2 separate regions of the Zea mays genome follow, and region 2 is linked to region 1. Evidence: chromatin contacts called from public Hi-C data. All regions are on one chromosome and are shown on one strand. Each heading gives the region's core, a stretch centred on a gene start, on an enhancer-like site or on the middle of the called end of the contact. The rest is flanking DNA. Distances are from core to core; before and after follow the strand shown.

Region 1 (5,716 bases), core at 1,898-4,397:
TTGAATAAAATAGTAAAAACTTATTCTTGTAGTTACTTTTAGTTCTTAAGAAGGAGCAAACTTTAGTTAGTTTACTTTAGCACCTAGATTCAAACGGGCTCTAAAAATGTTGAATGTAAATAATTAAGGGTTAGAAATACATATTTAGGGCCTATTTGGGTCCAGAAGCAAACTGACTAGATTTTAGCTCCTCTTTAGAAGCTAAAAGTGACTAAAAAGATAGCTTTTTTCACTGTTTTAATCATTTTTAGTTCTTCCGGTTTAAGTCTTTAGCTCCTAAAGTGACTAAATTTTAGTCACTTTTGTTTTAGGTCATCAGATCCAAATAGGCCCTTATTAACAACAGACAAAAAAGGGCCTTACCTTACTACGATGTTTGGTAGAACACAACTTGCATCGAATATATCAAACACCAATTCCGGTCATATTCTTATCTTATGCTATATATTATTAAGCATTTCAATCTATGTAGGCCCTTGACCTTCTTTTTGTCTAGCTAGGTGACGACACTTTAATTTTGTGCATGTTTCTTTCTGATGAGGTGGGTGGCACTTGCTTTTGCAAGAATCTAATCATACCAAAACAACTAAATGTCAGCACTATCGTTTCTTAATTCCGAAGAATTTTGAAATGCATCATAGAGTATATTCGCTTGGCTTTAATCTGTACGGTGTACCAACTTCAATTGTTTTTATAAGGGAAATTTGGATCCATACCATTAAAAGATCACCACTTTGGATCCATACCATTACTATCTCACTTACATGTGGGTCCACATGAGTCAATGACATGTGGGGTCCATGATATATATCTAAAGTTTGGATCTTTTAATGGTATAGATCCAATTGTTCCTTTTTATAATGTTTTTTGTCTCTATAGATTGTAGCTACAACAGTCCAAACAGTCGACTTTAATCCCGAAGCGAACAACTCAAGATAAATTAAAGGCACATACGTGGCACAACGAACCGCTACCACTAGAGCCTCCTAAGCCGGTCCCAAGCATAGTATAGCTAAAAGTACGACCGCAGCAAGAACTATGGATTGACTAGTTTTTGACATGAGAAAGTACTCCAATCGGGTGGTTACTGGAGGAGAAGTATATCTTCTCAAATACTTCGGTTGACCATAAATACAATGTGTCAAGGTTTGTTATAAGTCAAACAATTTTCATGAGCATCATTGATGGGAGAACAGCACAAGAGTGATATTGTTGCTAGACTCAATATGATTTTTAAAATAGTATATTTTTATGGATATCGTTAACATAGATTGGCTTCAAATAATTAAGTATATTATGTTCTAAAACATAGACCGGCACGATAAAATTAAGTGTTCAATATATGTTTTTTTAATTCTTGTAATAGATTTTACCTCTAGCAGATTTCAAATAGTTAATGAGTGAGAATCAATGTATTACTTTGTAATGGTATTTTTCATATGTTATCTATACGTTATCATATAACTTTTGAACTATGTTTTTTACGTGCTTAGAGCCTTTTATTTGAAATTATAATCTGTCCAGATTATATAATCTAACTTATTTTTAACTAACACAATCTAAGTATATTATAATCCTAAACAAACAACCCCTTAGCCGGTTCAAGACTTTAATAAATTCTATTTTTTGTCACTAGTTGAAGCTATGATAAAGCCATATTGTGTCCCTTGATCTAAGCTTCTTAGTACCACCACCTTTAGTACCGTAGATGGTCGGCATGTACATGATTCAAATGGTCCTGCAGTGGCTAGGACTAGTGCTGGGAATTGGGTCGTGTCGGGCTAGGTCGGTCTAGATCCATCGTGCTTCGGGAGTCGGGACAAACGGGCTCAAGCGGGTAGTGTCGTGCCAGCCCAAAGAGTAGAAACAGTGGCTCAGCCTGGCCCTAAAACAAACTAGACCTTTCATCGGTCCATTGTCGTCCTAAGACCGGTCCATATATTTGAACACATAAAGTTTAAATACTATAACTGCATACAGTCCATAGCTTACTAAATTAAAGGAATTACCCATGTATGTGCAGTGCTAGGTCCGACATGCCGGAATTTAAATTTCGTTCTATGCACGCCTTTAGGTCGTCCTTTGGTCTAATGTTTTCGGACGTGCTCGTAAAAAAAAAAAAACCCGGCCCTTGCAAATTCCAGCAATAGGGACACTGGAGACTGGACCTCATCAACTATTCGTCCACAGTCCACATCCACACGCCCCGATCGTTTTTCCGGCAAGTCATAACTATGAACAGTACCATTGACCGAACGGCAGGCACTTAATTAATGCTCTCAAGTAAATGTATCCTCTCCTGGAATAATGGTCCCAGATAGACCGGTTAATACGCCGTAGTACCTGTGAGTTGTGACCAGAAGGAAAAAAAATCCTCTCAACAATAACCCTTTTTGTCTTTAGAGGGGAAAAAAAGAAAATCCTAATTTAATGCATGTGTGCATGTGCACAATGCAGAAAGGGCGGAGCTGCAGCTGTTGTCTGATCTGCATGACTGCATGTTGAACTCTGCAGGACTCAAACTGATATGATATGATAGATATAATAGTGGGGATAGATAGATAGATATTTCTTACTGACACTGATATGATATACGAGTAAACTGTATTATATAGAATTGGATCACAACACAGTATATGTGGATGTATGTTTTTATAGGATTATTCCTAGAACGAACAGAGAAAAATTAAAAGAGAGGGAGAGAAAAACTCACCCCTCGGCGCGGATCGAGGGCGGCGTTGGCGTCGCTGAAGAGCCACCGGAGGAACCCCTCGGCGGTGAGGCCGCGGCCCTTGCTGAGCAGCCTGTGCTCCGCCGCGAACGCCACCACCTCCTTGGCCGCCGCGTCGGCGCCAGCGTCGGTCTCCCGCTGCACCTCCCGCAGGAACCTCCGCAGCGCCTCCTCCCCGAGCAAGCCGCCGCCGCCGTCGGCGTACGCCCGGAACACGTCGCCGACCGCTTCCGACGGCTCGTTCGACGCCGCCCGGAACCGCCGCAGGAAGCAGCAGACCCTGTACGTCGTCATGGCATCCGCCGGTGGGGTGGGCGCACCGCGTACGTACGGTTCCAAGCTGCTCTCCTCTCTCGCGCGCTAGCAGACAGCTGCTAGCTGTGCCTGTGCGTGCTGCCCCTCCTGCCGGAATAGGACTTTAGCTGCTGCTGCGTTTGCGTGCATGCAGTCCTTATTGAGCTACGTATGTATGTCTATACGCGAATATATATATGCCTGCTGTTGGATTCTTTGTTTGTTATATGCATATAAGTATATATGCGAGTGGTGGTGGTGGAGCAGTTATTGCCGGCTGGCCTGTGGGCGGTCGTAATCCAATATATAGGAGCGGTCGCACCGTTATTATACCATCTTATTTAATAGTCTTTAAGGGGCTAAGTAAAAAAAATATAAGAGACATGATCTCGTCTTTTTACGACTTTATATATACTGTAATTCTTAGCTATATTTATGATCCATGGTCTCAGAAATTGTACCATGCAGTCTTTTAGTCGTCTCTTATACTTAGAAAACTGAACTGGTGTCTCAGGGTTGTACATGTCCTAAGGCCGTTCTCAATGGAAGTTTCATTGCACGGTTTCCAAAAGTGATGCATCAGTTTTGTCTATAAAACAATGTATCCTAAGTTTCATTGGAATGAAACCCTCTCTCCTCTGTTGTTGGGATGTTTTAGCCTCTCGCCTCTAGCCTCCGCCGCCAAGCATTACTAATTTGCTTGGTCTACCCTACGGATGCATGGCTAGGGAGATCTTGTTCATTTGCAGCTGTTTGCAACTGTCGGCCGATAACACAGGAGCATCACGAGTGTATCAAGGACCCCAACCAATTCTATCCGCCACTAGGCACCCTGCTGCTCTTGAAGACATTTCCTGCTTGACTGCTTGTGTCTGGATTCCTATGAATGTTGCATCAGCAGAGCGGAGCTTTTCTAAATTAAAACTATTGAAGTCCTATTTGCGTTCTACAATGACACAACAAAGACTAATTTAGCCACAATAGCACTTGAGAGTGGATTATTGGACAAGATTGAATATAAGCATATCATTGAAGAATTTATTTCAATGAACACTAAGAGAATGAAGTTATTCAAGTAAAATTCATGCAATAAAGAGTTAAATAGTTATTTTTTTATAAACTCCATTTGTATATACTACATTACAACATTTTAATACTTACAGTTCTGTTTTTAAATAGTTTAGTAAGAAGAGTTTTTTATTCAATAGTTTGTACAGGGCCTCATTTTCTTCCGGCACGGCCCTGGGGCAAGTGGAAAAATACAAGATCTCTTCACGACTCTCCATGTATATTGTCTCTAAACTGTATTTATGATCCATGGTCTCGAGATTGTATCATGCAGTCTATTGGTTGTCTCTTATACTTAGAAAACCAAAACGAGGTCTTAGGATTATATATGTGAGAGCACCTAGAGGGGGGGGGGGGGGGGTGAATAGGTGATCTTGTAAAAACTTGAAACTTAATGCCACAAAACTTGATTAGGAGTTAGCACAATAAAGCCAAGTGGCTAGAGAGGAGTTCTTGCAAAACACAATAAGCACAAAGAGATCAACACAGAGATGGCACAATGGTTTATCCCGTGGTTCGGCCAAGTCCAACACTTGCCTACTCCACGTTGTGGCGTCCCAACGGACGAGGGTTGCACTCAACCCCTTTCAAGCGGTCCAAAGACCCACTTGAATACCACGGTGTTTTGCTTTCACTTTACTATATCCCGCTTGCGAGGAATCTCCACAACTTGGAGCCTCTCGCCCTTACACTTTGATTATCACAAAGAAGCATAGAAGTAAGGATGGGATGAGCAACGCACACAAGACAAAAATCAGAGCAACAACACACACACAAGTCACAACACGAGCTCTCAACACAACTCAAAGAGTTCTCTACTCAAATGGAGCTCTAGTTGCTATCACAAAGAATAGAATGCGCGGAATTGAAGTCTTGGTGCTTAGGAATGCTTAGAGAATGCTTGATGTTCTCCTCCATGTGCCTAGGGGTCCCTTTTATAGCCCCAAGGCAGCTAGGAGCCGTTGAGAGCATTCCAGGAAGGCAATTCTTGCCTTCTGTCGCCTGGCGCACCGGACACTGTCCGGTGCACCACCGGACACTGTCCGGTGTGGATTTCTTTCCTTCTTTAGCGAAGCCGATCGTTGAAGTTTCAGAGCCGTTGGCGCACCGGACACTGTCCGGTGCACACCGGACAGTCCGGTGCCCCCTTCTGACCGTTGGCTCTGCCACGCGTCGCGCGTGGATTACGCGGCCGACCGTTGGCTGGGCCGACTGTTGGCACACCGGACAGTCCGGTGCACCACCGGACAGTCCGGTGATTTATAGTCGTACACCGCCGTCGAAGTCCCGAGAGCAGCTAGTTGACAGACGCCAGCCTGGCGCACCGGACACTGTCCGGTGCACCCAGACTGCACAGAGTCTTGGCTGCTCAGCCAAGTCTTTTCCAAATTGATCTTTTCCTGTTTCTAGCACTTAGACACAATACATTAGTCTCCAAAATAATGTACTAAGTCTTAGAAACATACCTTTACTCTTGATTTGCACTTTGTCCATCAATTGGCATAGATTAACACTTAAGCACTTGTGTTGGCACTCAATCACCAAAATACTTAGAAATGGCCCAATGGCACATTTCCCTTTCAATCTCCCCCTTTTTGGTGATTTATGCCAACACAACAAAAA
Region 2 (5,716 bases), core at 1,539-4,038, 170 kb after region 1:
AACTTGCTCTCGGTAGCAAGGAGGCCAACAAGGATGAACGGTGGTGACAACAGGGATACGTGCTCGGGGGCAAATAGCTCTGTTCATGTCTAGCCTCTCACGGGCACTGTGCGGGGGTATTTATAGGTATCTGAGTGCCCAGCGCCTTGTGTTAAGGACGCATGTGCCCTCGGACACCTGGTTTATCCCCAGAATATTCCCATAAAGCAGGGTTACAAGCTGTACTTACAAGAATGCCTTTACAAACTAGGCCCGTAACACAAAGGCGGTCACGCGGGGCCCGTTACAATGGGCCAGATCACACGTGGGCCTCAGAGCAGGACGAGGCCGTGCTGCGGGGAGACGTCACCGCAGGCCTTCGTCTGGTGCTGAATGAAGCGAAGGGTGTCCCTGCCCGTTTTGTCTTCGTCAAACCAGCGACTGCAGCGAGAGGCGACGAGCGAAGGGTGGCGTCTCTGCCTTCGCCCAAACACTCGACAAAGTTCTTGCTCCGGTTCTGTGAGCAGGCGCACAAAGACCCTGCATCCAAGAAGAAGTCGGCGACATGTTGGGAGAAATTTGATCCTATGTTTGTCAGTTTGTGAGTGGAAGTATCCAATTATTTTTGTTTGTTTGATTGAATGAGCTGGTTTCTATTTTGTAAAGTGATTATATGAATTTTCAGTTTTGTGTTTGTTTTGATATGGAGTTGGCTCACGAGCTAATCGAGCTAGCTCGAGCTGCTAAACGAGTCAAGCGGAGCAGCTTCTTTAGCTCGTTTTGTTAACGAGTCGAGTTGAGCTGGCTCATTATCATAACGAGCTAAAACGAGTCGAGTCGAGTCGAGCCAGCTCGATATCCAGCCCTAGTTCGGTGTGATGTCCAGACTGTCCGGTGTAAAAGCCTGCAGCGCCATCGGTCACCTGCGGTGTCAGATCCAACGGCTAGGCGCACCGGACAGGGGCACCAGACTGTCCGGTGTGCCGCAGAGAGCAGCATCTTTTCTCCAATGGCTAGAATTGTGTTGGAGCCTATGAATACTCCCAACCGACCATTTCAAGGTGTGGGAGCCTAAGCAACATACAAAGGCATAATATAGGCATTCCCAAGAGCTCATACACAAAGTGCTTAATAGAATCACTCGGTGATTAGCGTAGGTGCTTTGTGAAGTGCTTAGGTTAGTTAGACCGCTTTAGCGCTTGATCTAGGTGAATCCTAATTAGCTGAGTGAGTTTAGAAAAACCACACAACCCTCGGCTCTTGCGCGAGCCGTTGTAATTGTACCGAGTGAGGCGAGAGTCTTGCGAGACAGTGACAACCGCATTTGTGTCACGGCCGCCACCGTGCACCGGAGAGAGCGAGGCCCGTGACTTTTTGGTCGGAAGCTCAACAGTGGAGACAACGGGGAGCCGGAAGCGGAGCCGGAAGCGGAGCACCACTTGCGCGCGGAAAAGGCACATGGCTCTCTACGGAGTTACTCGACCGTGGTGCTTGACCCTCGCGTGGGCTACCCTTTGCGTAGGCGGATGAACCCTGATCCCTTATTTTTTTTGACCCCTAGACTCTTTCTTGACTCTAATTCACCGGATAAGTGAACTAGGGACCCTTATGTTGTCTTCGATGCCATTGATATAAAACTTAGAGCATCTCATCTTAAGTCCCTAATTTGCCAATTTGATGCTACCTTGATGATGGCAGGAGTCCTAAAACCTAATATGAGGGTTAAGGGGAATGATCTCTTACATACCTTCTTGTTCGAGGGGGTGGCATCATTGGTCATCGCGGTGGTGTCCATCACTGGTGCACCATGTCCCTTTGATCCTTCTCCAGTGTTGTCCCGACCATGTGTAGTTGACGAAAGAGGGGGCTCCTTAGTGTCTGGCCTCGTGGGTGGCCGAGCTTTGTGGACGTCATTGGTGGCAGCTCTTCCGGTCGCTGGGAACACTAGGTAGATTAGGACCTCTGAGTAAATGTGGCGGTTAGGATTTGTCGGTGTTACAACGTGTTGGTTTCCGTGCCTTAGCTTCCCTTTTATATTGTGTTCCTGTAACTGGAGGTCGCAATCCATGGAAACAACTCACCCTCGATCAATGTACAATTGAGTTGGATAAACTCCGACACAGTCATCTTGACCGAGCCATAGAACAACCCTAACAAAGATGACCTTATGTACTAAACCAAACACAACCTATACACATAGGTGTTAGGCCATCACCACATAAAAAAATCACACAAAGAAGGATGTGACAGTGACTAAACTTTAGTTTTATGGAACCAAACACTCCTACATAGTAGGAGTAGAAAACCACACAAAAATAGTGGAGTTTGGCCCATAAACCCTCCGCTACAACAAAACGAGTTTCGATTATCTATTATCATCATCGTTATATAATCAACCAGTCTAAATTTTACAAAAACAACTCAACCAAATCACTCCCACACTCATAACCTCTATTAAATCTACAAAATAAATTACACCCAGACGTAACACATCATTAAAACTAATGATTTAAACAATTGAATAACTCCATCCCTACTCAAATTTAATGGATAATATTATTTGAATCATCTCTTATCTCTCCCTCACCAGTGACCCGCCACTCTCTACTTCTCATTCATGCCGTCGCTACCGTTGCCCTCTTTTCACTTCTTTCTTTATTATGATCATAACATTAACATAAACTATATACTATAAAAAACAGAAAACAAAGGCTATATACTGTAAAAAAACAGAAAACAAAGGCTGGGACAGATACGGAGATGGCCATGTGGCAGCAAAGCCATCTCCGGGCTCCGGCTATGGTGACTCCGTCCACATACCCAGCCTCCTTGGCTGCTCTTTAAACGCGCACCCCGCTCCCCACGACGCCCGCAGGCCACCGCTTCATCCCTCCCACGCCGCGCCCTCGTGCGTCCAGCGTCCTCGCTTCTTTCCACCGAACTACCAGCCCCCACCCCCCTCCCCTGTCAAACTAGCGAAGTCGCACGCTCGGCTCGACGGCTCGAGTAAATAATACTTCGTAAAAAATAAACTACTAAAACGCGCACAAAAACCATTCCGAGAGGAGAACTAAAAAAATATAAAAAATCCCCAAAGCTACCTTTCCTCCTGCTCTCCCTCCCACGCCTCTTCTCCTCGCCGCCGCCGCCGCCGCCACCGCTGAGAGAACTAGGACTACGGGCGGGCGAAGCACACTGGCTTCCTGCGGACCCGCCGCCGCTCCACGGGCACAGGCGTTAGCCGTCGCGCGGTTGCCCTGTCAGCCCTGATCGGTGCTGGGCGGGGGTCCGCGGCGGGCTGGTCGACGGGCGGTGGCGGGCGATGGCGCCGGCGAAGAGGAAGCGCGCAGCAGCTGCCGCCGCGGCCGCGGCCGCGGCCAAGTGGAAGGTGGGCGACCTCGTGCTCGCCAAGATGAAGGGCTTCCCGGCCTGGCCGGCTATGGTGAGTGCGTCGTCTCGGCAGCTCCTTCTGCTCTGTTCGCTGATCTGTGGCCTGGGCAGCCTGGGTTCCGAGGATTCTTGGTCTGGGCGGGGGTTTCTCGCTTAGGGTTTGGCGGCGGCCGTGGAAGCCGGTGTCTGGGGCCTGCCCAGCGGTCGGTTTGGTGAAATCTTAGGTTTTTCACATGTTCTTCTACCTCGATTTGGCCATTTTAGCTATGAATCTGCGCCAGTTTTGTCCTCCTGATGCTGCATATAGCAGGAACGTTGTGCGAGTAGGGATTCGGCTATCACACGCTTAAAAAAGATAGTATCTTTAGTAAAAGAAATCCCTTTCCATTGCTTTCTGCTGAGCTTTAGGGAGTAGGGGCTTACTTGGCCTAGCTTGTTTCATTTCTTGGTGATTTGTTTGTTTAGATGTTGGGTTCTTGTAGAGATCCGGTGCTACTTCTGATTTATGGCATGGGGGCTGGGTAGGATTTGGGTGATTACTGATTAGGGGCCATCTTCCTTGTGTTTGGATGTGCAGTAAGATTTCACCCAATTTGACCTATGGATTTCATAGCTTAGTAGTGGTTATGGATATGGACATTGTTTTAAGGATCTGGCTCTTTGTGACAAGTACAAATGCCAGGATATCTGATGTTTCCTAGCTTCCACAAGGCGGTACTTTGTCTTCTCATTTTTATCACTTCTAAAGTAGCATAAGATTTGTTGTTTTTTGTTTATGGTGTTCATATTATGCGGAATATTATGATAATTGTCTGCAACTAAGTGCCTGTTAAATGTTCTCTAATGTTTTGTTTTATATTCGGTTCAGGGGCTAAATAAGCTAAATGTTGTCCTCGTTTTGTATCGGTATACACCACAAGTATTAGTGGCTTCATGTAGATTCTTCAAAGTTTATAGAGCTCTTCTGACTTTGCATATGCCTGTTTGGTGATACAAAAGATCTAATTTTATTTTCTAGTCGTCCATATATGCCTTTTTGGTGAAACAAAATATCTAGTTTAATTTTCTAGTCCTCCATATAGGTTCTAGTTTTTGCTGGGGTTCCTTTTCTTTATAATTTTCTCCTCCACTTTAAAACACTTCTCATTATCATCACATTTGTTAAACCACTTTGTAAATATTCTTGATCCTTCTAATCGCAGCACCCTGATTGAAATCTTGGACATATAATTGTTGATTTATTCCAGTAAGTTTTCTGTTTGGTTGCTGGGATGGAATGTTTTGGACTTTTGGTAATGTGCTATTTCTGTATTCTGTTCAATTGCATGAAAATAAATATGTTAAATATATTTCACTGGGCAGACTAGTTTTTGAAGTTGATTTGAACAAAACATATGGCTAGTAATTTGTTTTTTTACTTGCTTGGTACTAAAAGGCTTAGTTGTTGTAAACTGACACTACTTGCCACACAGGTCAAAATATTGCACATAAGGGATTGTAAAGGACTACAAAAGCTTGTACTGCATGTATTGTTCTTTACTATGCTTGTAGAGTAAGCTAAATGTAGGACCCATAATGCTGTGACTTAAGTGTGTGGGTTTGGTTAGAGATGTTTGGGCAGAGATGTTGGAAGGCCTGAACTTGAGAGCACATTGGTAGTTCTCAGTCTTACGTATGTGATATTTTTGGGCCATTGCCAACTTGGCATTGATTCTACAGTAATGTCAGGGGATGTATTTAAGCCAGTGTTTGCTGAAATGACCAGTATTTAGGATGGAACCAAATGCACCATCTTCTGTGCTGTGCTGTGCTGTGATGCCAAATGCAGCCATGATTCCTTACCTGAACAAATAGAATGGGCTCAAGAAGCTTGGTTGCAACAACACTACTTGTTATATGTCAGCTTTGCCATTCTTATGTTGAGAAGCACACTGGGTGACTTTGGACAAAGAACACTTACAAATATACTGTTCATTATTGATATGGCAGTTTGCTTAGATTAAGTGATGGTATTCGTTGCAATAGTTTGTTATTATTTTGTTTGCATTCAGCCCCCTAACTATTAGCTAAAATGCTTAAGTGCTTCCAGTCAAAACTCATGTTACAATGACATCCTTGCAAAATTTTTCTCATCCTGTATTCACTGAAAAGGCATACTGTTAGCTTTCTGTCTGCTCTGTAGCTGTTGTAGACACTTTCTTAAGGGTGATTATGGTTCCCAGTATATTCATTTTCCTTTGGCGCTTTATTTTTAAGTTCAACAGGTATACTTGCTCTTGTCATGGATATAAGCCTATTTGGACATCGACATGTTCTCCAATATGACATTTATTCGAAGATTTATATA

Evidence for each region. A called contact is a pair of places that touch in the nucleus more often than the background predicts.
Region 2: a Hi-C map of ear shows a contact between it and region 1, with 3 times the contacts expected there. The contact joins the promoter of LOC103639119 here to the promoter of LOC100191939 in region 1. A contact is called at or near these places in 11 of 25 Hi-C or Micro-C datasets (bundle sheath, ear, endosperm and 4 more).

The regions. Positions count from the first base shown.
Region 1 is chr9:133,945,076-133,950,791 of Zm-B73-REFERENCE-NAM-5.0, forward strand. It overlaps LOC100191939 (Phosphoinositide phospholipase C 2), which reads right to left and starts at 3,148. Exons shown (of 6, transcript NM_001361552.1): 1 at 2,714-3,148. The coding sequence starts at 3,025.
Region 2 is chr9:134,110,656-134,116,371 of Zm-B73-REFERENCE-NAM-5.0, forward strand. LOC103639119 (protein HUA2-LIKE 2) reads left to right here and starts at 2,789. Exons shown (of 14, transcript XM_035962675.1): 1 at 2,789-3,421.